Regions from separate parts of the Mus musculus genome. Here regions 2, 3 and 4 are each linked to region 1. Evidence: chromatin contacts called from public Hi-C and HiChIP or PLAC-seq data. All regions are on one chromosome and are shown on one strand. Each heading gives the region's core, a stretch centred on a gene start, on an enhancer-like site or on the middle of the called end of the contact. The rest is flanking DNA. Distances are from core to core; before and after follow the strand shown. Region 1 holds the start of Cisd3 (CDGSH iron sulfur domain 3). Region 2 overlaps Gm31005 (a long non-coding RNA gene). Region 3 holds the start of Socs7 (suppressor of cytokine signaling 7). Region 4 overlaps Mrpl45 (mitochondrial ribosomal protein L45).

What was found. Hi-C and Micro-C count contacts between places; a contact is called where the count stands out from the background. HiChIP or PLAC-seq counts read pairs in DNA pulled down with a chosen protein or histone mark.
Region 2: a FOXA1 HiChIP or PLAC-seq map of pancreatic cancer cells shows a contact between it and region 1. The contact joins the enhancer-like site here to the promoter of Cisd3 in region 1. A contact is called at or near these places in 3 of 39 promoter capture datasets (the C10 cell line, liver and pre-B cells), 1 of 484 Hi-C or Micro-C datasets (muscle stem cells) and 3 of 115 datasets of contacts at active chromatin or transcription factors (bone marrow-derived macrophages, large pre-B cells and pancreatic cancer cells).
Region 3: a contact with region 1 is called in an H3K4me3 HiChIP or PLAC-seq map of embryonic basal ganglia, with 3 times the contacts expected there. The contact joins the promoter of Socs7 here to the promoter of Cisd3 in region 1. A contact is called at or near these places in 4 of 39 promoter capture datasets (3T3-L1-derived adipocytes, the C10 cell line, liver and 1 more), 1 of 15 datasets of contacts at CTCF or cohesin (large pre-B cells), 4 of 484 Hi-C or Micro-C datasets (B cells, nephron progenitors and pro-B cells), 8 of 115 datasets of contacts at active chromatin or transcription factors (the SCID.adh cell line, embryonic basal ganglia, embryonic forebrain and 5 more) and 3 of 9 other capture datasets (adipose tissue, liver and macrophages).
Region 4: a Hi-C map of B cells shows a contact between it and region 1, with 6 read pairs. The contact joins the enhancer-like site here to the promoter of Cisd3 in region 1. A contact is called at or near these places in 1 of 39 promoter capture datasets (the C10 cell line), 2 of 484 Hi-C or Micro-C datasets (B cells and muscle stem cells), 2 of 115 datasets of contacts at active chromatin or transcription factors (embryonic stem cells and large pre-B cells) and 1 of 9 other capture datasets (embryonic stem cells).

What each region holds. Positions count from the first base shown.
Region 1 is chr11:97,682,363-97,688,436 of GRCm38.p6, forward strand. It overlaps Cisd3 (CDGSH iron sulfur domain 3), which reads left to right and starts at 3,571. Exons shown (of 3, transcript NM_001085500.3): 1 at 3,571-3,853; 2 at 4,139-4,258; 3 at 5,906-6,074. The coding sequence starts at 3,740. It overlaps Mllt6 (myeloid/lymphoid or mixed-lineage leukemia; translocated to, 6), which reads left to right. Exons shown (of 20, transcript NM_139311.2): 20 at 1-3,096.
Region 2 is chr11:97,299,825-97,306,350 of GRCm38.p6, forward strand. It overlaps Gm31005 (a long non-coding RNA gene), which reads right to left. Exons shown (of 4, transcript XR_389002.3): 3 at 2,645-2,711; 4 at 1,507-2,483. Among named protein-coding and RNA genes, the nearest start is that of Gm31005, 8.0 kb to the right of the region's middle. Within about 2 kb of position 2,532, at least 140 of the 459 cell types and tissues checked have an H3K27ac peak or open chromatin away from gene starts, as enhancers often do. A contact at or near this core is called in liver, muscle stem cells and pancreatic cancer cells, where this site is marked.
Region 3 is chr11:97,360,368-97,366,533 of GRCm38.p6, forward strand. Socs7 (suppressor of cytokine signaling 7) reads left to right here and starts at 1,925. Exons shown (of 10, transcript NM_138657.4): 1 at 1,925-3,056. The coding sequence starts at 2,068.
Region 4 is chr11:97,318,854-97,325,279 of GRCm38.p6, forward strand. Mrpl45 (mitochondrial ribosomal protein L45) reads left to right here. Exons shown (of 8, transcript NM_025927.4): 3 at 2,590-2,707; 4 at 4,998-5,096. Among named protein-coding and RNA genes, the nearest start is that of Mrpl45, 6.4 kb to the left of the region's middle. Within about 2 kb of position 3,183, at least 19 of the 459 cell types and tissues checked have an H3K27ac peak or open chromatin away from gene starts, as enhancers often do. A contact at or near this core is called in B cells, where this site is marked.

The DNA.
Region 1 (6,074 bases), core at 2,321-4,820:
TGGACCTGGGGCAGCCAAGGGCAAGGACAGGAGCAGTGGCCAGTACTGGGGCAGTGGCCAGTACCGGGGCAGTGGCCAGTACCAGGGCAGGAGCTCCTAGCTCTTGCATCCTCTACCCCCTCACCAACTCTGCTCCTTTTCCAGGGCATGAATGGTTAACTTATAAAAAACATAAAACAAACAACAGACCAGTACCTCCAGTATTGGAGAATTCCTAGGGGCTGGGGGCTCTGAATCAGGGTAATACCCTACCTTCCCTCCCCTCTACCCCACCTCAGGGCCCCTCAGGGCCTCCTCCCCCACTGTTAGTTTGATCAGTCCTGGCACAAGAGAGTAGGGGAGGGGTAAAGTGCCACTTCTTTTTAGCAAAAGTCTCCCTCTCCGAAGTAGCTAGCCTGCCTCTTGAATCCTTTCACCAGCTAGTAGAGCCACTTAAGCTAACAACCACCCCTTACCCCACCAGCTATTTTCCAGGGTGTAGTAATAAGTGGCAGAGACTTTCTGCCCAGGGCGGTAATGAAAAACGTTGAGTGGGACACGGAGCACCGCCAAGGAGGCCTTGTGTCCCTTTTGGTTGCACTGGCTGGGACTGAGGGTCAGTTCCAGTTTCCCTTGCTCATGTCTGTGGGTCTCTGCATGTGTGCATTTTGGTGTGTTTACGTTTGAGTTTTGTTGTTGGGGGTTTTTTTTGTTGTTGTTGTTTTTTTTTTTTTTTGCTTGTTTGTTTTGGTTTTTTTTTTTTTTTAATAAAGAAAAGGTGTATATTTTTGGCAAGGACAGAAACGTAGTACAGATATATTTTTGCCTGTGCTGCTCAACTGTTGTCCCTCACTCCCACCCCCCATGATCTGGGAAATACTATTCCTGTTGATAAGACAGGAATAAGATAGGATAAGATAGGATGGGCCGGGACCCTTCAGAGGCAACCCTTTGACACTTGGAAGGACTTTGGGGGACAGTTGAGATGACCTCAGAAATACTTTTCTAACTGCTATTACTAGAAAGACATCTTCATCTCTTCCGCTCTTGTAGACCTCCTTGTCTACGAGCCAGTGATTCTTCAGATTCGTCTACGACCTTTTTATCCAGGCCCACACCCTTGCCCCACGCAGAGCCAAGTACCCTGCATTGTGGCGCAGGGGTGCTCGGGGCTCTGGAACTCTGTTCTCAGCAGTTCCCTGGGCTCCTTTCCCTGTTCTGGGCCAGGCAGGATGCCCTAACAGAGTCAGGTCAGGCTTGCAGAGGCCTCTGGGCTGGATGGTTTGGTGTTGGCTCCTCTTTTTTGGGGGTGGGGTGGGGTGGGGAGGCGTTTTTCGAGACAGGGTTTTCTCTGTGTAGCCCTGGCTGACTTAGAACTGGCTGTGTAGACCAGGCTGGCCTCAGACTCAGATCTGCCTGCCTCTGCCTCCAGAGTGCTGGGATTAGAGGCGAGCTGGTGGTGCTATTCCATATCCTGAGACATGAGGAGAGGTGTGGCCTGGTGCCGCAGCACAGGGAGAATTAGGGTCCTTGGGAGGGACCAGGGTTCTGCAAAATGGCTCTGATGACCTCACCTTTTTTTTTTTTAAAGACAAGGTCCCAAGTGCTGGGGTTAAAGGCGTGCGCTACCACGCCCGGCACAAGGTCTACTCTTAATGTAGCTTTGGTCGTCCTGGAACTTGCTATGTAGACCAGGCTGGCCTCAGCCTCCTGAGTGCTGGGATTAAAGGTGTGTGCCACTATGTCTGGCTTTGGTCCATTTTTTTTGATAAAGAGCTTGGTAGAAGGAGAGAAAGGATGCAGATTTGGGGCCATCTCTATCTGGGAGGGGGAGGATGTGGTTTGCAGAGCGGAAGTGGAGTCTCAGAATGCATGAGTGGATCTTAATGTCACCACCCTAAGTGAGAAGAGGTGAGCGGGTGACAGATGCTGAGCCTGTGCCCACCAGGGCAGGGGTGGCTGGGTCATGGCTGATGGATGCTGATCAGGGGGTCATTGGAGCTGGCTTTACAGGCTACTGCTCTAAACCTAGGAGTGACGTGACCTCAGCAACAGCAGTGACAAGCCTTTGTACCTGGCCTTCTGGTCATAACTGCCTGACTGTCAAGCCTTTTAGCTGCAGCTGGTTGGCTGGCTGTCCCTGTGTGTGTGGTGAGTGTGGTGGTGTGAGTGTAGTAGGGTTGTGCCCGTGGCGGGAAGGTATCTATGTAGCACTGACTGTCTTAGCTCTGAGCTGACGAATCCTCCACAGACAATGACACTTTAAGGGTTGCCTTTAAGAGAAGAAATAAATTGTATGTCCCATCCCCCTCTCCCTCATCCCCCAGCTTGTGGGTGTCCCTCTCAAGCTCCTGGGTCTACTGCTGGTGATCCCTTCCCTTCCTTGTGTGAAGACCCAGGGAGTTCCCACCCTAGACTCCTAGGAAGGGCCTAGACAAATGAGAGCCCAAAGAGGCTACCAGTTCCATTTCCTCTTCCCACCCTGGAAATGCTGACCTGTTTTCAGAGACACAGGCCCGCCCTGCTAGTCTCAGTCATCCCAAGAGTGCAGAGGGCCAAAGGGAGTAACAGACTGCTGGTGCCTGGGGAGAGGTGCCCACTAGGACAGAGGGAGGTGGGGCCAGGGAGAGGTGCCCGCTAGGACGGAGGGAGGTGGGGTCAGGGAGTCCCTCTGTTCCCTCCAGCCGCTTCCTCCTGGATTACAGGTGTGTCTAGTTCCCAGCAGACCACCTTGTCTTGACCTACTGAAGCGTTGGGGACTGAGGACCGTCCTCTTTCTCCTGTGTTCACTTTCTCCAGCCCCACTTGGGACTGAAGACCCGAAGGACTGTGGCTCCCTTCCTTCCATCCCAGCCTGTTTCCATGTAGCAGACCCTTCCTAAGGGAGCAAGGAAGGGAAGCCACAGATTGCAAACCCAGGGGCTCATTTTTCATTCTTTCTGAAACCTTTATATCCTCAGCCCAAGAGACGGTGTTCCCCTGCGACCTCCAAGCCTGGAATTGTGCATAGCCTGGGTCTTGTATCTTTGTATAACGGATGTTATTTGTACGAAGGGCAGTTCGTAAACAGCACTTGTTCTTTTAATAAAAGAATGTTTTACTAAAAAAAGAAAATCCAAAGAGACCTTGCTTTGTCTGGCTTTATTGTAGGGAGGGAGATGGGTTCCTAACTGGAGGCCCGAGGGAGGAGGACAGGATACGGTCAGTGACCCCTTTTTCTCAAGTACTTGTAAGAATAGTTCAAACCGGAGTGCACAGAATGTGCGGTGCAGGTGAAGATGCAGACGTCAGAGCCCTGCAGAGTGATAGATCCACATACACACTGACTGCCTTGAACTCTAGAGCCAGGGTGGCACCTGCCGACTCCAGGGCGGCTCGGCCGTGCCCATCCTGTGCGGGCCTGGGCGGTGTCTTCCTTGGGGGCGGAGCGGAGAGGGCGGCGACCCGGACGCGGCTACGCGCAGAGCGGCCATGCGCAGCGTGGGGGACGAGCCTGCATGCTGTGGTCATGCGCGGCGTCTGGGTGAGCGTCCCATCTTTGGTGACCCCTGGCCGTTCGGCCCCGCCTCCACCGGCCCAGGTCAGACTCCACCCCTCGGCCGCGCGTCCCCACAGGGCAGTCTTTCCGGAGGGAGCTCCCGAGTAGATGCCAAGATCCGCAGCGCCTCTTCTTTGAACCTTTTCCCAACCATTAAAAAAAAAAAAAAAAAAAAAAAAAAAGGTCCCACGCTCCTTTGACTTGTGGTCTTTCCCTTCCCTGATGGGCTTCCGGCGTCTCTCCTTCCCCACTGATTTTATTTTTCTGTTTCCAAATCATATCTGCCTGCCTGCCTTGTCGAAGCCGTATCAGAGGCGGGAAATCTCTTCTTGGCTGGTGAGTACACCTCTTGTCTAATCTCAGCACAACTCCTATCAGTTCCCCAAACCTCAAGAGCTACATCCAAGACAGCGACAGGGAGACCCTTGCTCCCAGCATGCTCTAGGGAAGGTTTGGTGGACCAGAGGGCAGAAGGCAAGGAACCAGGTCTCCCACTGAGGGGAGGACAGCCACCTGATTTCAAGCCCCAGAGTTTGAAGAAGAGTTACAGAACCCCCCGCCAACTAAAAGTATATCCAAGACTTGGGATCATCCCGAGTCACTCATCCACCCTGATCATAGGCCCGATGGTTCCCCAAAGACCCAGCCAAGCCAGTGGTGGCACAGAAGACACCCATCAGATTGGAGCTGGTTGCCGGGAAAACCTACAGGTGGTGTGTATGTGGCCGAAGCAAGAATCAGGTGAGTTACTCCTGTAGCTTTTCCTTTAGATGTGACACAGCCTGATCTCTGACGCTAACGGTTAGGCCTGGCAGTGTGACACGCAAACATCCATCTCCTCCTCTCCACGTGCTTGGGGTCAGCATGGTCTATCCTGGGGACTTTCAGTCCGTCCACATTTCCCTTCTTTCTGTATATAGGTGAGATACATACAATTGGGGGATGGGGCTCGATGGCAGGAACCAGCTCACAGGTCAGGGACACCACTATCAGGATGGCCATTGTCAGTGTATGTCCATGTCCCTCCCCAGGAGCCTAGGAGGTACAGAAGGGCCACAGCTCTGTGGCTGACTCAGTCTCCTCGAAGGCTGCCCGCCCTGCTCCTTCCAAGCAGCCCATGTGCCAGGCCTTGGTCCTCACAGCTGGGAGGATTCTGTTCAGTCTTCCCTGATGTCCCCTCCCAGGTCTCTTTTCACCTTGGATGTGACTTTTCCTGCTTGCCTGCTGCCATCCGATGCCATCCCAGCTGTACAGGAGCCCTTCACTGTAGCCGGAGCTTCTCCCTTTCATTCTGGAGAACTCTGTCCTGTTTCCCATGCTGTGGTTGAGACCATAAATCCAGCTCTGGAGGCTTCCTTTGTGGCCTTTGAACAGATATTCCAGAGGGTGGGGCAGTTTCAAGGGCATGCCAGCCAGAGGATTGTGGGTACATGCCCATGCCCTTTAGGCAGGGTGCTGGTTTTCTAGTTTTCACTAGTTCATCTCTCCGCACACTCTGCCCCTGACAAGGCCTCTCCCCTCCTTGGGCCTCTGTCTTCACCATCCTTTGAAGGGTTCTCCTGTGAGATGTGGTGCTCACATTCATAGTGGTACTCTAGGCAGGCTGTTGTAGACACCCCCTTGCTTACAGGCAAGACTGACCCCACCCTACAAAGGCACTGCGCACTGGGCTCTCTCCCTCCCTGAGGAACATTGCAAAGAATGTTGCTTTCATGGGCCAATGGGGACTCAACCTCACCTAGCCGTTAAAAAAGAAAACCAAAACAAACAAAAACTGAGGTGAGGCTATGAACCTAACCCAGTGGATAGACCCTTTGTCTGCAGTGTGTGGAAGCCCTGGAATCTATCCATCCCCAACACGCAATAAACAGGGTGTAGCGACATACATCCATTGTCCTAGCCCTTGGAAGGTAGAGGCAGGATTGGTGTTCAAGGTCTGGGTTACATGAGAACCTGGCTGGGAAGTGCTCAGTGGATAAAGTTACTTGCTGACCTGTGTGATCCCCAGAGCCCACATGGTGAAAGGAGAAAACCATGCCCCCACAAGTTGTTGTGTGACTTCGTGTGTGTGTGTGTGTGTGTGTGTGTCTGGGGGTAGTAGCATTGCCTCTACTTGAGGCCCAGTTCTTGCAAATTGTGTGTGTGTGTGTGTGTCTGTGTGTGTGTGTGTCTTGGGGTAGTAGCATTGCCTCTACTTGAGGCCCAGTTCTTGCAAATTGTCCTGGTCTCTGGATCTCCCAAAGGTGACCAATGAGAAATGCTTGCAACATTATACAGAGACAGTATTCTCTTCATGACAGCCTTTCTGTGACCCCCACATTGCAGGGCTCGGGGAAACGAGAATGCTCCACTCCCCACCCTAACCTTTTTCTGTCTCTCTCTCACCAGCCCTTCTGTGATGGCTCCCACTTCTTCCAGCGTACTGGCCTTTCTCCACTCAAGTTCAAGGCCCAAGAGACACGCACAGTGGCCCTATGTACCTGCAAGGCCACTCAGCGGCCCCCTTACTGTGACGGTACCCACAAGAGTGAGCAGGTACAGAAAGCAGAAGTAGGTT
Region 2 (6,526 bases), core at 1,282-3,781, 380 kb before region 1:
TACATTCCAGGACAGCCAGGACTACATGGAGGAACCCTGTCTCAGTATATATAAATATGTATAATATTATACATTATATAATTATATATACATTTTTTCTCTTTTGATAAAGGGTCTCACTATGTAGCCCAGGCTAGCCTTTAGCTTTTACTGATCCTCCTGCCTCTCTGCCATCCCAGAGCTAGTATTACCAGTGTATGTCACCAAGCTTGGCTTTGTTTCCTTTCCTTTTCACAGTATCCTGGAGAGACACAAATCCATGTCACACAAATGAGTGACCTATGGCTATCTTGGGAATGTGTAAAGCTAGTTGAAGCATACCCAAATATAGAAATTGTATCACACAGTAATTTCAGCACCAGAGAGGTGGAAGCGGGAGAGTAAGACGTTCACTGCTGGGGCTGGTGAGATGGCTCAGGGGGTAAGAGCACTGACTGCTCTTCCAAAGGTCCTGAGTTCAGATCCCAGCAACTATATGGTGGCTCACAACCACCCACAATGAGATCTGATGTCCTCTTCTGGTGTGTCTGAAGACAGCTACAGTGTACCTACATATAACAATAAATAAATCTTTGAAAAAAGAAGAAGAAGAAGAAGAAGAAGAAGAAGAAGAAGAAGAAGAAGAAGAAGAAGAAGAAGAAGAAGAAGAAGAAGAAGAAGTTCACTGCCAGCCTCGGCTACTTAGTGAATTCAAGGCCAGACTAGGCTGCATTCAATCCATTTCAACAAACAGGGAAAAAAAAGTAAAGTTTGTTGTTGTTGTTGCTGCTGCTGTTGCTGCTGTTTTATTATGTTAGGAATTGGAGATATGACTTGGGGGTTAAGAGCATTGGCTTCTCCTCCAGGGGACCTATGTTCTAGTCTCAGCATCACATGCCAGCTTACATCCACATGGAACTGCAGTTGCAGTAGATCTTCTGGTCTCCCAGGCACAGCACATATACTGTGTACAGACATAGGTGCAAGCAAACCATTTGTTGTACACCAACAATTGCATTTTGTATATTTTTTTACAAATAAAATTTGTCGATAGGCATGCTAGCACACACCTTTAATCCCAGCACTTGGGAGGCAGAGACAGGCAGATCTCTGAGTTTGAGGCCGGCCTGGTCTACAGAGTGAGCTCCAGGACAGCCAAGATTACACAGAGAAACCCTGTCTTGAAAAAACCAAAATAAGGCCCGGCGTGGTGGCGCACGCCTTTAATCCCAGCACTTGGGAGGCAGAGGCAGACAGATTTCTGAGTTCGAGGCCAGCCTGGTCTACAAAGAGAGTTCCAGAGCAGCCAGGGCTACACAGAGAAACCCTGTCTTAGGAAAATAAAAAAACTGTGTCTTCTCTGTGGACTTGACCTCCTGTCCAGGGCTCTTAATTCTTCAGTGAGCTCTCTGGTTAACGTCAAGATTGTGGCTTTACTGATTCTCTGCTCTGTTGCTGTTGTTCTGATTGCTGCTGCTGCTGCTGCTGTCGCTATTGTTGTTGTTGTTGTTTTTCTTTTTCTTTTCCTTTTTTTTTTTTCAGCTGACTGCAAGAGGGTTTATTGTACACGAGCTACACTTAGCCACAAGAGAACAGAGCTAGTCCAGAGTGCCGGGGGTCCAGGGCAGAGGGCCAGCGGGACTGTTTTGGTTATAAGAAAGGAGGTCATTTCTCCAGGCGATCGTGGCGAGGTGACATTCCAGTTCTACTGAGACTCATTACCAATGGCAGCACACAGTCCGATAGCTTGTCCCGGCGTCCCGGCCCTCAGCATCCCTCACTTCTGCTCCTGCAGGCGTCGTGGCTGCACCGGCTGGCTAACTTGGACCACTGCCTTATCTTCTCTTGCGCTTCAGCCTGCACATTATCTTCTTCTGCCACTTCGCTCTTATGGCTCAGGAGTCTCAAGGAAGATGGCGCTAAAACCGAGAGCTGTTGTTGTTTTTCTTTCTCAAGACAGGGTTTGACCAAACTAGCCTCAAATTCAGAGATCTACCTGCTTCTGCCTCCCAAGTATTGAGATTAAATGGGTATACTGGGATTAAAGACCCATCACCATGAGGCCTGGCTTGGAGTCACTGCTCTTAGAAAATGAACTTCTCAGCTGAGCATGACAACGTCCATCTATAATCCCAGCTCTCAGGAGGCAGAGACAGGACAGAAAAAGTGTTGCTGGGAATGGAAGGCTAGCCTGGTCTACACATAAGTTCCAGGCCAGCCTGGGCTACATAGTGAAACCGTGTCTCAAAAGAAAAAAAGGAAAAGAGGAAAAAAAAAGAAAGAAAGAAACATGGATCCTTCTCTATCCAAAACAGAAGATGTCAAACAAGGAAAGTAATGCTCTCACTTTATCACATGAGCAAGAGAGGCAGAAAGCAAGGAATCAGCAGTAGTCTGTCCTAAGGAACGGTTCAGGTGATAGCCAGTTACCTAGAAGCAGGGCTATGGCTCTGTTCCCGAGTGATTTTTCCCACCAGTAGCTGTCATCACAGTTTCCAGAAAGGCTGCCAAGCAATAGCAGGAATTAGCATTTCACACAACCACTCCCACATACACTCAGAGGCCTTGGAACTTTTCCCAACTACTCTCTACTCTTTGCCCTCCCGCCTTCCCTTTCCTCCCCCCACGCCCCATTCCAGATAAACAGGCAAGGTGTTTGACTCACCTAAAGAAGAGGCCTTCAGCTGTGAAAGGCACCACCCTCTGTAGGAGCTCTTTAAGCTCAACTGTTTCTAAGAATCAAAAAAAAAAAAAAAAAACACCCAGGGATAAACATCTACCCTCCTTTCCCTTCTCCCCTGGCGGCCTCCCCTGCAAACAATACCCTAGCGATTTAGACACTCAGCACTCTCCTGCAGCGAGCAACCCAGAGCAACCCAGGCCTCAGTTTCATTTCAACAACGTGTGACTTGATTAAGTTGTATACCAACCCACAGCAAGGCCTGGCTGTTATTGGGTCTTAATGGATGTTTGAATAGCCTTGCCTCAATTGGCCTCTGGCATCTCCTGAATTTCACAGAGTGCCAGGATTGTAAGAGACTGCCTGACAGGCCAACTGCTTCCTGCCTTGGAAGATCTACCCAGAGACAAGAAGACAGAGGCTCCATGCTTCAGAGGGAAAGAGCTTCCCCGTACATCCAACCCACACATTCTCTGCCACAAGCTGAAGGAGTCCAAGCAGATCAGCTAGCAGGAAGGCTGAGACCAAGAGCTGGATTTTAGTACAGGGACCATTACAACAGTGACATTGGAAATTGGTGGGGACTCAAGTAAAACTAACCCAAGAGCAGAACATCTGTTAGAGTTAAGAATCAGCTTTATTTTCGGGAGGCAGAGGCAGGCAGATTTCTGAGTTCGAGGCCAGCCTGGTCTACAGAGTGAGTTCCAGGACAGCCAGGGCTACACAAAGAAACCCTGTCTCGAAAAAAAAAACAAAAAAGAAAAGAAAAGAAAGAAATGATCTCTAAGGCCACATAGCTGGCTCAGTACACACAGGAAGTCAATACACAATGCGAGTGCAGTGGCGTTCACGTCTGCAACCCTCACGTCTGTAATCCCAGCACTCACACTGAGAGGAGGACCCGGCGCAGAAGTGTCCAGAGTCTCCACATGTGAGCCATCACACACAGGGCATTTTCATATAGTTTCTTTCCAGATAGAGTCTTATGTAATAGCCTAGGCTAGCCTCCTGTCTCCATAACTCAAGTTCCAGGATTATAGACAGATATGCTCCACCACTGCCTGCTTTCATAATATTTTTTGAAAATACTTCTTTATTTAGCTAGGCATGGTGGTGTATGCCTTTAATCCCAGGGCTCAGGGGACAGAATCAGGTACATCTCTGTGAATCTAAGGCCTGGTCTACATAGCTATTCCTGGCCAGCCAGATCTACATGTTAAGGACCTGTCTCAAAAAAAGACAGTCCAACCTTAAAGTATGCAGCAGCAGGAATGAGGGATCCTGCCCCAGCGAGGTGAGAACCAGGAACCCCACAAGCTTTCCTCTGACCTCCACGTACTTGCTGTGAGGCCTGCACATGCGCAGGAATGGCACACTCTCCCACGGAGGCAGGCAACTCACGTACAGACCCACACACCAAATAAGCCAACAGATTCATTGATTAATGCAATTTTTTGGAAAGACTTAAAGGGAAGAATCTAGTCAAAGTTGAAAGCTGGAATCAAGACATCCAGACACAATAACCTAGACTACATTTTCAGGGATTGGTGAGGGAATGAACTTCAGAGATCAAAAGCCTCCCTCCGAATTGCTGGAGAGTCCAAATAGCTGAAGAGGGTCTTTTCACCAGGGAAGGCCTCAATGATACTTTTATATACAGTTGTTTGTGACTTAGCTTCAGAAGTATGTAATGTGGGTTGCTTTAATGGGTCAGCCCCAGATTGGCAGTATTAACATGTTAATATTAATTAATAGAAAAGGTGCAGAAATATGTGGGTAAGAAAATGAGCTTGAAAAAAAAAAAAAAAGCAAAGAAAATGAGCTTGAAAGTTGTAGATGAGCCAGGCAGTGGTGGCGCACGCCTTTAATCCCAGCACTTGGGAGACAGAGGCAGGCAGATTTCTGAGTTCGAGGCCAGCCTGGTCTACAAAGTGAGTTCCAGGACAGCCAGGACTATACAGAGAAACCCTGTCTCAAAAAACCAAAAAAAAAAAAAAAAAGAAAGAAAAAAAGAAAAGAAAGTTGTAGATGACTCAGAAAATACCCCCAAATAAGGATCTCAGAGGCTAAGTGTCTTCCTGACCTTTGCCTTGCTTGCTTTTGACCCTTTGATGCTCTCCCTGGCAAGCTACACAGACAGTAGGAGTCCTCCTCCCTAAGGCAGATCACAAGAGTAACAAGAGGAAAACCAGCCCTTTCTCCCAAAGCCAGCCACTTAAGCTTAAAATAATCCTGTCCTCTCTGTGAGTTGACTATAAAGAAACTTCTATCTTACGTTTAGATTGTAACCTATTACCCCACCCACCCTGTAAGGAAGAACATCGCATAGACCAGGAATCTCAACAGACAGGCCTTGCTGGGTTTTCCCCCTCATCCATTACCCTTCTGTCACACCCTTGTGTCCAATCTTTCAGCGCTACAGTTCAAACTTCACAGAACATGTAAACGGGTCTTTAGGTCTCTAATCTTTGTCAAACTATGAAATACCTCTCCCCCTCCCGCTCCTCAAGATCTCTCTATGTAGCCCTAGCTGTCTGGAAACTGGCTGTGTAGATCAGGCTGGTCCCTAACTCATGGAGATCTGCCTCCCTTTGCCTCTGGAATGCCAGGATTAAAGTCATGTGTCTGGACCTACTTTTCTCTTCTTCGTCTTTTTTTTTTTTTTTTTTAATTTATCTATTATTCTACATTAGTACACCGTAGCTGTCTTCAGACAGCACCAGAAGAGGGTGTCAGATCTCATTACGGGTGGTTGTGAGCCACCATGGGGTTGCTGGGTGGGGTTGCTGGGATTTGAACACAGGACCTTTGGAAGAGCAGTCAGTGCTCTTACCCGCTGAGCCATCTCACCAGCCCTACTTTTCTCTTCGTATATTATATTGGTCACGATCCAGATAATGGGTAGGCAAGGGCTTGCTGCCTTATTTGTCCCTACACAGTTATGTGACTTGGAATTAGTTTTTCAACTGAACTCAAAAGATATCGGGAGAGGGTCCAGAAGTGCAGTAGAGCATGCATGAGCTCTCTCTCTCTCTCTCTCTCACAGAGCATATCACACACACACACACACACACACACACACACACACACACACACACACAAAAGATTATTAGTAGATTGAGATGAAAAAGAGCTGGTAGGCCAGCATAGTGGCACAGCCTTTAATCCCAGCTCTTTGGAGACAAAGGCAAGGAGATCTCTGTGAAGTTCAGGCTAGACGACAGAGAAACATAGTGAGACCCTGCCAGCCCCCATAAGAAAGGAAAGAAGGAAGGGAGGAAAGGGAGGAAGGAAGGAGGGAGGGAGGGAGGGATGGGAGAAGGAAGGAGGGAAGGATAGGTAGGGAAAGGAGCTTTGGCAGCACCGCCCTAGTACTTTTAAAGTCAAAGTTCTTTGTGTTTATGTGAAGATAATAGACTGACAGATGATAAAAGTAGGATTTCAAACACAAAACACGCCTGGAAAACAATGTAGATATGTTTTTCAGCCAACATAGCTTTGTGGTATTGGCACACGCCTGTGTTCCTATGACTTGGGCGGTTGCAGCAGGAGCATATTTGCAGTGTGAGGCCAGTCATGGCTTTGCTCAAAATCTTTTTTCAAAGACAAATAAATGTGTATCCTTCTAGGTTATGATATGATGGGGATTTGTTTGTTTACTTTTAATTTTTTTTGGTAAGATTTATTTATTTATTATATGTAAGTACACGTAGCTGTCTTCAGACACACCAGAAGAGGGCATCAGATCTCATTACAGATGGTTGTGAGCCACCACGTGGTTGCTGGGATTTGAACTCAGGACCTCTGGAAGAATAGTCAGTGCTCTTAACCGCTGAGCCATCTCTCCAGCCCTTACTTCTAATTTTT
Region 3 (6,166 bases), core at 675-3,174, 320 kb before region 1:
CAATGTGTAAGAGTAAGACGTAGGCAGGGCAAAACCATTAGGACCCTATATGTCACATAGAGGGTTTTCTCTCTATCCTAAGAATGCAGAAAGCATGAACAACTACAATCACAGGCTGTGGGGCTGGAGGGATGGCTCAGTGGTTAAGAGTACTGGCTGTTCTTCCAGAGGTCCTGAGTTCAATTCCCAGGACTCCACGTGGCAGCTCACAACTATCTGTAATGGGTCTGATGCTGTCTTTTGGTGTGCAGAGAAATATATGTAAATACATCTTTACAATCACAGGCTGTGAGCAAATTTCTATTTCAGAATGACCCCACTGGGCTGGGAAGATGGCTCTGTAATGTGCCTGTTCCTCATTGATTCTGGAGTTCATCAATTTGGCTAGATTGACTGGTGAGGGAGCTCCCGGGATCCACCCCACATCAAGTGCGAAGATCACAGACACATGCTGCTCTGCCTGGCTTTTATACTGTGCTGGGGATCCAAACTTAAGTCCTGATACTTGTGAGAGTCCCTGTCTGAAAAACAAAAGGGGTATAGGGAGCTGGGTGGTGATGGCACATTCCTTCATTCCCAGCACAGACATGATTCTGAATTCAAGGCCAGCCTGGTCTACAGAATGAGTTCCAGGACAGCCAGGGCCACACAGAGAAACCCTGTCTAGAAAGAAAGAAAGAAAGAAAGGAAGGAAGGAAGGAAGGAAGGAAGGAAGAAAGAAAGAAAGAAAGAAAGAAAGAAAGAAAGAAAGAAAGAGAGATGGAGGGGCCTAGAGAGCTAGCTCAGCAGATAACGGCTTGTTCTGCTCTTGCAGAGGGTCAGAACTCAGCTCTCAACACCCATGTCCAGGGACTTGGGGCAGCTAATAATTAGGTCTAGGGGATCTGATGCCCTTTCTCGGATTCTGCACACACATGTGCATACACATACATTTTTTTTAAGTGATGGAGATTATGACAGCGATTCTGATTTACATCTCCTGTACATCTATCTGTAGGTGTTACATTAGCAATGGCACAAAAACGTTGAAGGAACTCTTCCCCGTCACTGAAACCAATTCCGACTCAGCAAAGTTGCCCCCATGATTGATGATTTGATCAGGTTTTGCTTTTTCACTGTTCTCTTTCATCAACAGAGGAAAATATTAGTAAAAATTCTTGTTACAATTGCAGTCCTTGGTCACTTGTCATCATTTTGGGAAGGGCTGGGAATGAGGTCTGGTGATGGAACTGTTGCTTAGCACGTGCCACGTCTTGGATTCTATCCTCAACATGACATACACTATGACAACAATCAGTGGAAGGATGTATTTGGCCATCAGTCGTACAGAATTGGCTATTGTATATCTTCATTTCTTGGAATTGTGTATATCCATTCTTCATTTCAAATTCATGATGAGATTATGCTAACTATATACACACTCTTGTCTTCTCAAAGATCCAGTTGTTTTGGCACGGAAGAGCACACTGCAGGCTCTACAACCCATTTTCATGTAGTCATTCCACAGTTCATCGGATGCTAGGAAAGAGGATGCAGATGTAATGAAATGACTTGGCCAAGGTCACACACTCCAGGCAGCATGGACAGGACAAGACCCCCAGACAGTGCCAAGGTCCACGACCCTCTCCCAGGTCCAGACCCGGGTCCCGAGGCCTGCACTGCTCTACACAGGACGGTGGACAGGGCCCGGGCGCCCAGGAAGTGAAAAAGCAGGGGTCGGTGCCGGAGACCACGGAGGCCCCAGATGCAGCAGACGGCCAATAGCTACCAGGGCCAAGAGAAACGTCAGGCAGAGTGGAGTCCGACGCTTGCGCACCCTGGGGAAAGGGGGCGGGCCCTGGACAGGAAGTGACGTCTAGGGGCGGTCCTCGGCGGCAGCGCGCGGCCTGGGCTCGCGCTGGGCTCCGCGCGCCCCCCCCCCCCCGCCCCCTCTATGAGGCAGAGGCCGCGGCGGCCGTTAGCGCTGTCGCTCCGGGGGCCGCGGCGGGCGGGGCTCCGGCGGGGCCCGGCCTAGTCCCCACCCAGCCCGGCTCCTAGCCGCCCGCCCTCCCTCCCTTCGCCACCCCGATGCAGGGGGCCGAGCTCCGGGACGGCGAGGCGGCGGCGGCGGCCGCTTCGTACCGGGTCCTGAGCCGCCTCCTCGGCTATGGAGAGGCCGCCCCCGAGCCAGGCCCGCCGCCGCCGCCGCCGCCCCCGGGCCACAGCCATGGCCCGTCGCCGCCACCACCCTTCCTCGCGCGGCCCGGCTCGCGGGGCGCCCGGCCGCCTCAGCTGATGGTGTTCCGCAACGTGGGGCGGCCGCCGGAGGAGGAGGACGCGGAGGCGGCCCGGGAGCCGGGACCCTCGGAACTGCTGTGTCCCCGGCACCGCTGCGCGCTGGATCCCAAGGCCCTCCCGCCGGGCTTGGCGCTCGAGCGGACCTGGGGTCCCGTGGCTGGACTAGAGGCGCAGCTGGCGGCCCTGGGGCTCGGACAGCCGGCGGGGCCGGGGATCAAGACTGCCGGCGGAGGCTGCTGTCCGTGCCCGTGTCCCCCGCAGCCGCCGCCGCCGCAACCCCCGCCGCCTGCTGCCGCCCCGCAGGCCGGGGAGGACCCGACGGAGACGAGCGACGCGCTGCTGGTCCTGGAGGGCTTGGAATCGGAGGCCGAGAGCCTGGAGACTAACAGCTGCTCGGAAGAGGAGCTCAGCAGCCCCGGCCGTGGAGGAGGAGGAGTGGGTGGCCGGCTGCTTCTGCAGCCTCCGGGTCCCGAACTACCCCCGGTGCCCTTTCCGCTGCAGGACTTGGTCCCTCCAGGGCGCTTGAGCCGAGGGGAGCAGCAGCAGCAGCAACCTCCCCCACCGCCGCCGCCTCCCGGGCCCCTCCGGCCTCTCGCAGGCCCTTCTCGGAAGGGCTCCTTCAAAATCCGCCTCAGTCGCCTGTTTCGCACGAAGAGCTGTAACGGCGGCTCGGGCGGCGGGGATGGGACCGGCAAGAGGCCTTCGGGAGATCTGGCAGCTTCAGCTGCGAGCCTGACCGACATGGGAGGCTCAGCGGTCCGGGAGCTGGATACGGGGAGGTGAGATTGGCTTGGGGGTTGGGGGTGGGCAAGCGACAAAGTTCCATTTCTTGTTTCGTTTCCCTCGTTTTCCCCTACTGCCAACACGATACTGTTAGAGCTGAGCTGTGGACTTCAGGAGGAGGCAGACACTTGGGATTAAAGGTGGTGACATCTCGCATTAGGTCAGAGCTAATTGTGGAAACAGCTTTCAACTCTCGGAGAGTTCACACTCTGTGACACTTCTCAGTGGGTTAGCGTCTCTTGCTGGGGATGATCTGAAGCCCGGCCTCACCTTCCATCCCTGTTCCGGCCCCACTTTTTAAGCACCCCTCCCATGTCTGTTATTACTACCATTGCTGAAGGTTGCTGGAAATGTGTGGCCTTGGGGCCGAAAAGCTGGTGTCAATCACCTGCCTGTTATTATCTTGATCGTCTTGCTTGTTCTCTCAGTGCACCAGCCTTCACTCTCTTCGCAAGTACAAGCATGCAAATAGCCCGAGGAGTCTGGCCAGCAATTAGCTGGGCAGCTCCCTTAATATTCTGGTTGTTCCTGGATATTTGCTGTCTAAAGCCTGTGTGCTGACCACTTTCTGAATGGCGTTGTGCTGACTCTCTCACTTTCACACGGAGGTGAGAGGTCTAGGTGAGGTATACACAGTGACTTCTAGTCCAATTAATGGCAATTCCAAACTTAAATGGTGAGTTGTTCCCCTGAATTTCTAAGAAGTGGCTAGACTTTTACTGTCGGGACATAGTTCTGTAGTGTCAGTTTGGAAAGCTGTCAGCTTTTGCAGCCATGAATGAGTCTTACCTTGTGGTATAACATTGTGAGTTGTAGTTCTGAATCTGTTTTAAACTTGAATTGGTGGCTTTTGTTTTGTTTTGTTAGACAAGGTTTTTATTATGTTGATCAGGCTTGCTTTTAATTCACTGTGTAGCAGACTGGTCTGGATCTCTTGCTCTTTCTTCCTACCTCCTCCCAAGGACCAGGCCTGCTGCCACTGTGCCTGATTGGAATTGGTCTTGGTATGGTTTCTGTGATGTAGTCTTGAAACATACAGACAGTGACAGACCAAGGGCAAAGAGCAGATAAATTGATAACTTTGTTGAGCACTAGAATCTTGGAGGGTAGGGGGATGTTGAAAGATAAGTATATCTGGGCCCAATTTAAATTTTTTTTTTAAAGCTTCCTAGTTTATCCTTGTTCACAAACCACCCATTCTTGGACATGGATTTTCAAGGGAACTTTAATTCTCCAAGATAAAAGGTGTGGACTTATTTTGGCTTTGTTGCCATTTCTGAACATCTGTGTCATGGGCCAAACCCAGATCCTTGCCCTGATTGTTGTTCCCTGTGTCTACTCCTTTAGGTAGGGCCTGTTTTTATTACTATTATTGTGTGTGTGTGTGTGTGTGTGTGTGTGTGTGTGAGAGAGAGAGAGAGAGAGAGAGAGAGAGAATGAATGAATTACTGCTGAGAGCTTAGGTCTTGAAAAGTGTGTGGTTTCTGAAACAATCCCCATCCCCCACAGTGGTAGGTTCTGTATTTGATGCTCCACTTGCCAATGTGGATGAAATTTGCACTAGCTGAGGGTGAGGGCACGGTTGGAGCTGTGGATAATGGCATAGGATGGATTGATAATTTTCTGTGGTTTGTCTTGCCTTTGTTCCACATTGACCAGGACTTGCTCTAAGATTCCCAAGACGACAAGTATGAGGTGTGGCGTGAAATTAGCTGCTGCGTCTAATAGATTAGGAAGTGAAAAAGGCATATACCATTGTATGGTGTTTTGCCTTGGAAGCAGAATTTAATGGCCATTGGCTGCTCTGTCACCAGCCCTTACACTAAGCACAATACAGATTTCTGCTGCAGAGCAAATCAGGCTGCGCCTCTGCAAAGACGCGTTGTTGAGGGCAGTGAAGAAATAGAGTTCTTGGTCCAAGAGCTTTTTCGGGTGGATTGAGAAGAGCTAGGTATCTGTGTGTAAACATTTTGGTTGACTGCTGTTTGGAGGCAGCATGCTGTATAGAGAATTAGGAAAGTCTGGATTCTTTCTTTTGGAAGTTGAGCATTAGCTGTGGTATGGAGGGCAGACTTGTCATCTTTGTCCTCCCCTTTTATTTGTGAAGTGGGATAGCTGTGAATTGTCCTGTTCATGTCCTTACAGGAGTAGAGGGAAGATGTGAAAACTGTATGGAATATTTTATGCTTTTTGGAGGAGAAGTTCTAAGATTGAATTGGGTCTTTTTTCTGTGCTGAGCTTTGGTGCTGCTTGCTGTCTTCTCCACACTTACTCTGTGCCAGTCTTTCTGGCAGCCTCTAGGCTGTGAGAACCGTGGTAAGTCTGGCCAGGGTAGTTGTGATTTCTGTAGATCTGTGTCTCCTAAGCAAGTCCTCTCATGTTGGGAAGAGCAGTGGCTTGGAGTTTGCACTTGGTCTCTGGCTTTAAATGGTGGCACCTGAAGCTCTGAGGAGATTCAGCCCTTTGCCAGTTAAGAGGCTTCTGTGTCTGAGCTGCTTGAAGGTAATTATGGGCTCTGCTGTCTTTGCTATGTAATTTGGGGGCATTTACGGTAGCCTCTAGGCATAGTTCTCTCTGCTCTGCTCAGCATCTACCTTTCCCATCTACGTGGTTCCCACAGCTATCGATTTCGATGGGATGTTCCTAACAGTCATTTTTATAAGGCTTAGCAGTGGGCCAGGCAGTGGTGGCTCACACCTTGAATCCCAGCACTTGGGAGGCAGAGGCAGGAGGATTTCGGAGTTTGAGGCCAGCCTGGTCTACAAAGTGAGTTCCAGGATAGCCAGGGCTACACAGAGAAACCCTGTCTCAAAAAACCAAAAACCAAACCAAACCAAAACAAAACACAAAAAAGGCTTAGCAGTGGATGTTTCTTAAGTAGAACTGCCCAGATATACACGTCCTAAGAGTAGTAAGGGGGCCTGGGGGGGACTGGAGATGGCTTAGAAGATGTGAGCACTTGCTGATCTTGTAGAAGCCCAGAGTTTGATTTCCCCACACACAGATTGGGCACCCAGGTCGGCTAGCTCCTGACCACCTGTAACTCTACCTTCAGGGAAATCAAATATCTTTTTTTGATCTCAGTATGCGTATGTATACACATCTA
Region 4 (6,426 bases), core at 1,933-4,432, 360 kb before region 1:
ATAAATAAATAAATATTTAAAAAAAAAAAAAAAAAAAAAAGAAAGAGATGCCCATGAGCATACAAGAAGCCTACAGAACTCCAAATAGACTGGACCAGAAAAGAAATTCCTCCTATCACATAATAGTCAAAACACCAAATGCACAAAACAAAGAAAGATTATTAAAAGCAGTAAGGGGAAAATGTCAAGTAACATATAAAGGCAGACCTATCAGAATTCCACCAGACTTCTCACCAGAGACTATGAAAGGTAGAAGATCTTGGGGAGATGTAATACAGACCCTAAGAGAACACAAATGCCACCCCAGGCTACTATACCCAACAAAATTCTCAATTACCATAGACGAAGAAAAGATATTCTATGACAAAACCAAATTTACACTGTATCTTCCACAAATCCAGCCCTACAAAGGATAATCAATGGAAAATACCAATACAAGGAGTGAAACCACACCCTAGAAAAAGCAAGAAAGTAATCTTTGAACAAATCCAAAAGAAGATAGCCACACAAACATAATTCCACCTCTAACAACAAAGATAACAGGAAGTAGCAATCACTTCTCCTTAATCTCTCTTAACATCAATGGACTCAACTCCCCAATAAAAATAGATAAACTAACAGACTGGATACGTAGTCAGGACCCAGCATTTTGCTGCATACAGGAAATGCACCTCAGTGACAAAGACAGACACTATGTCAGAGAAAAAGGTTGGAAAACAATTTTCCAAGCAAATGGTCCCAAGAAACAAACTGGAGTAGCCATTCTAATATCAAACAAAATCGATTCAATAGAAACAGATGTATAAAAGTTAGGGTCTTAGACAGATGCACTTACCACTTAAAATGAACAGAATGCATGGAAACAAACACTTATCTAGGACTAACTGGTTTTTCTGAGTCTTTTGTCGTTCTATATCAAATTGAGGATTATCTTTCTATTTATGTAAAGAATGAGATTAGGATGTTGATTGTGATTTCATTAAATCAGTAAATTGTTTTGGTAGGAAGGTCTTTTTTCACAATATTAGTTCTACCAAGCTATACGCTTGGGTGGTCTTCAAATTCTAGTATGTTTCTTAATCTCTTTCTTTACACATTTAAAGTTTTCATTGTAGGTTTTTTTTAACCTCTTTTATTATGTATATCCTAAATATTTTTATTTTATTTGAGAAGCTAGAAAGAAGAGTGTGTCCATGATCTCTTTCTCACATGCTTGTTATTCATATGTATTAAGACTGGTAAATTAAGGGCCGGGAGTGGTGGCGCATACCTTTAATCCCAACACTCGGGAGGCAGAGGCAGGCGGATTTCTGAGTTCGAGGCCAGCCTGGTCTACAAAGTGAGTTCCAGGACAGCCAGGGCTATACGAAGAAACCCTGTCTCAAAAATCCAAAAAAAAAAAAAAAGAAAAAAAAGAATGGTAAATTTTGGGCTGGCAAGATAGATCTGCAGGTAAGAGCACTGACCGCTCTTCCAAAGGTCCTGAGTTCATATTCCAGCAACCACATGGTGGCTCACAACTACCCTTAATGAGATCTGATACCCTCTTCTGGTGTGTCTGAAGTCAGCTACAGTGTACTTATGTATAATAATAAATAAATCTTTGGGCCAGAGTGAGCAGAGACTGAGCAAGTGGAGTTGACAGGAAAGAGTGAGGCTGACTGGAGCGAGCAGAGGTCCTAAATTCAATACCCAACAACCACATGAAGGCTCACAACCATTTGTACAGCTACAGCGTACTCACACACATTAAATAAATAAATAAATCTTTAAAAAAAAGACTGGTAAATTTTGTAAGTCAATTATGTATCATAGCACTTTGCTGAAATTATGGATAATTTCAAGTTTTTCTAGTCAAATTTTGGGAACATTGGGTATAAGATAATATAATCTACAATTGAAAATAAAAATAAATAAATAAAATAAATGAGTACACTGTTGCTGTCTTCAGACACACCAGAAGGCATCAGATCTCATTATGGGTAGTTGTGAGCCACCATGTGGTTGCTGGGATTTGAACTCAGGACCTTTAGAAGAGCAGTCAGTGCTCTTACCTACTGAGCCATCTCAACAGCCCCATGAGGTCATCTTTTGATCTTGTTTTTACACTTCTAGAAAGAATGAAATTTCTCTAGTTTGTAGAAGTAGAAACAGACTCTAGGAGAAGTTAAAATACTCTTTCTTTTCTTCTTGTTTTATTTTTTTTTTAGATTTATTTATTTTATATATGAGTAAACTGTAGCTGTCTTCAGACACACCAGAAGAGGGCATCGGATCCCATTACAGCTGGTTGTGAGCCACCTTCTAGGTGCTGGGAATTGAACTCAGGACCCCTGTAAGAGCAGTCAATGCTCCTAACCACTGAGCCATCTCTCCAGCCGCCCCCCCCCCTTCTTGTTTTTTCTTCCTTTTTTTCCTCAACATAACAAAAGATATCTCAATAGTGCAACACTTAGTTCCTGGTACTTGCACAAGTGTAACAAAGTTTTCTCTATGTGCAAGTCTACTTGATTAGTCCACCTTGTATGACCACAAGATGATGTTGTCTAAGTCTTTCAATGGTTTCTTAATTTTCTTCTCTCCTCACAGCTGGTATATTTGATCCCTATGTTCCACCAGAGGGTGATGCTCGAATGTCATCTCTTTCAAAGGAAGGATTGACGCAGAGAACTGAGCGATTGAGAAAGAATGCGGCATCACAGCTGGCGTACGTGTCCGAGATAATTAGGCTTCAATATTCTGGGCTGAGAAGAACATGCAATATTTAATTCTTTTTTTTTTTAATTGGGTATTTTCCTCATTTACATTTCCAATGCTATCCCAAAAGTCCCCCATGCCCTCCCCCGAGATATTTAATTCTTATTGTGTTCTATGGTATATCATATTGATTTTCCTCTCTCCATCTTTTTTTTTTTCAAGTTCACTTTTCATTTATTTATTTATTCAAGGGGGTGTGAACAGGGCATTAGCCTACCAAAGAGCAACTTTGTGAAGTTAGTTCTCTCATTCCACCACACAAACTTCAGGGATCAAATTCAGGCTTAGTGGCATAAACTTTTACCTACAAAGTCATTACCAGGCCCAAGTTCATTTTTCAAAAACAACCCTTTATACAAACAAGTAGTGGGAAGTGATCTAGCTAATCTCTCAGTTCATCATGTCCTAGGAATTCCCCCAATGCACTATGCCTCATTCATTTGAATGCAGCCAGTTGTGGGGAACTCCCTACCTCTCCAGGATCTAAAGAGATTCAAATCATGTTCTCCAGTGAAAACTGTAACCAGCTTCACTTTTTTTCTCTCCACAGCTTGGGGGTGGGAGAAGACAGCACAGGCAGACTCTGGAGTTGGGTGTGGTGAGGGGGTGAACCAGCCTGGGGGAAGGGGGATTTCTCCATGCTGGGGAAGGGTGTGGTAGTCTGGTGTCTGCTGGTGTGTTGGCCTCCAGGGCCAGTAGGTTGTCCCTGAAGGTGCCTCAGCCTGTAGATAGCATCATTACAAACTCGTCAAAGTCTATGGTGCCATCCCCATTGAGGTCCATTTCTCGCAACATCTCATCCAGTTCAGTGCCCTCTAGTGGTTCCCCCAGCAGAGCTGGTGCTGCCTGCCGCAGCTCCGCCACCGTGATCCGTCCATCCCTGTCCTTGTCAAAAAAGATTTTCTTGCCTCTGCCTCCCAAGTATTGGGATTAAAAGTGTGGACGACTATGCTCAGCCATCTTCAGCGTTAGTTGATGAGTTTGTCATCCTCTCTCCATTTTTATGTAAGTGTGCCGTGCCTGTGGAGGCCAAAAGAAGGCATCCGATCTCTTAAAGCTAGAGTTAGAAGTGGCTTTGAGCTGTTATATATCAGTACTGGGAACCAAACCCAGCCCTTTGCCAGAGAGCAAATGCTCTTTTTTTTTTTTTTTTTTTTAAAGATTTATTTACTTATTATATGCAAGTACACTGTAGCTGTCTTCAGACACCAGAAGAGGGAGTCAGATCTCATTACAGATGGTTGTGAGCCACCATGTGGTTGCTGGGATCTGAACTCTGGACCTTCGGAAGAGCAGTCGGGTGCTCTTACCCACTGAGCCATCTCACCAGCCCGAGCAAATGCTCTTAACCACTGAGCCATCTCTCTGGACCCTAGAGTCAAGGTCTTGCTATGTAGTCCAGGCTGTCCTTGAACTTGGCGCTCCTCTTTTCTTAGCTTCTTGAGCGATGGCGTTCCTAGCATCAGGCATCCTTCTTGACTTGGTTTATTAAAATTGACATTTTCTTGTTGCTTTATTTTTTCTTTGCTTTTACATTTATTTATTTATTTATTTATTTATAGAGCAGAGTTTCTCTGCCTATGGCTGTCCTAGAATTTGCTCTATAGACCAGGCTGACCTCAAACTCAGAGAACCCCCTCCTCTGCCTCCCTAGTGCTATGATTAGAGGCGTGCGCCACCACACCCAGCTTGTTTTATTTCTGGGAGAGTCTTACTATGTAGCCATGGCTGGCCTGGAACTCACTGTGTAGACCAGCTTAGCTCTGTATTCATAGAGATCTGCCTGCCTCTGCCTCCTGAGATTAAAGGCTGTGCTCCCACGGCCCTGCTGCCTCCCCTCTTCAAGGCACCACCCATGCACCTCTGCACCCAGCCTGCTTATTCTTTCTTTACATTTGATGTAACAGAGAGTTGAATATATAGTCTAGACACATCCAGACAGTAATCATTAAACGGGAAGATGGACGTGGGGGATTAGTGTGAACTGTGAGTTATGGAGATTACATGAAGATTTCATAACTTTATTGCAGTTTGTTTGTTTGTTTGTTTGTGTGTGTATGTGTACTCACTAGCTCCTCCCACAGCACAAATGTGGAGGTCGGGACAGCTTGAGGCAGTCAGCCCTTCCCTTCTACCGTCTGAGCTCCTGAGGTTGAACTCAGGCTGTATGGGTTGGTGGTTCGCACTTTTATCTGCTGTGACGTCATCTTTAGGATGATTTTCTTGCTTTAATTTTACAGAATCCGAAAGATAAGAGAATTTGATGCAAATTTTAAAACAAAAGACTTCCCTGAAAAAGCTAAGGATATTTTCATTGAAGCTCACCTTTGTCTAAACAAGTAAGTGGACACCCCAGCCCCATCTGCCTCCCGAGTCCTGGGATTAAGCACGTGTGCCACCACTGCCTGACAACTGGCTGGATTTTAATGCTGCAGTCCCAGCTGCTGTGAGGTTGTGGACATGGTGGTCCCATCGTGCCCAGAGGACTGCCATGGTCGCTGTGCACTCTCTGTGACAGTCCCTGCCCAGGGGAGGAGGCTGTCTCCTTTCTTTCCTCTCTTCAGTTTTCATTTTCACTTCACACTGAGATCTGAGCAGAGAAAGCCCTTCATCTGTGTCCTGGTGGGCTGGCTTTCCACTCCTTCTTTGGTGATGCAGGACTCTCTGGAGAGACATAGCATCTAAGTCCGGCGTCCTGCACTTCAGAAGCCCAGAGATGGGGAGAAGAGGTCAGAAAAGACACATGGCCGTGCTTTACGAGTCAAAGTTGACAGTGTATGATGAGGCTGGTCATTGGCCTCATGCAGAGATAAGGAACTTTTAATTCTTGTAGAGTATTGGACTATGTTCCCTCTACCAGTGCAGAGCAATTATCAGCTCCAAATCTTAGAGGATATCCTTGCCCACCTAAAAGATGTGATCTTTGACTGGGCGTCTGGTGGCACATGCCCTTAATCCCAACAGAGGCAGGCAGATCTCTAAGTTTGAGGCCAACCTACTCTACAGAATAATTTTCAGGACAGTTAGGGATACACTGAGAAATCCTGTCTTGAAAAACAAACAAACAAACAAACAAAAAGATGTGATTTCAGAAAAATTTCTTCCTGCTCCAGAAATATAAAGTATTAATTGCTATTAAATGTCAAGGTTTTGTGATAATTCACAAATTAATATATTATGTGGTTTACATATACAGAAAATGTTTTAATTGGTGAACTGTTTCTCTATCTTCAGGACCATTTTTAAATTAAAAATAAAAAATGTTTTTTCCTTTCTTTTTTTTTTTTTTTTTTTTTTTTTGGTTTTTCGAGACAGGGTTTCTCTGTATAGCCCTGGCTGTCCTGGAGCTCACTCTGTAGACCAGCCTGGCCTCGAACTCAGAAATCCGCCTGCCTCTGCCTCCCGAGTGCTGGGATTAAAGGCGTGCGCCACCACACCCGGCGTTTTTTCCTTTCTTAAGAGAGGTTTTTTTTTTTCTGTGTAGCCTTGAATCCTAGAACTCACTCTATAGACCAGGCTGATTTCAAAGTCAGAGATCTGCCTGCCTCTGGCATCTAAGTTATTAAAGGCTTGTACCACTACCATTTTCAACTTAAAAAAAAAAGTTTTTCTCTCCTTATACTTTATTTGTTGGTGTATATGTGAGTAGGAATACAGATGACACACATG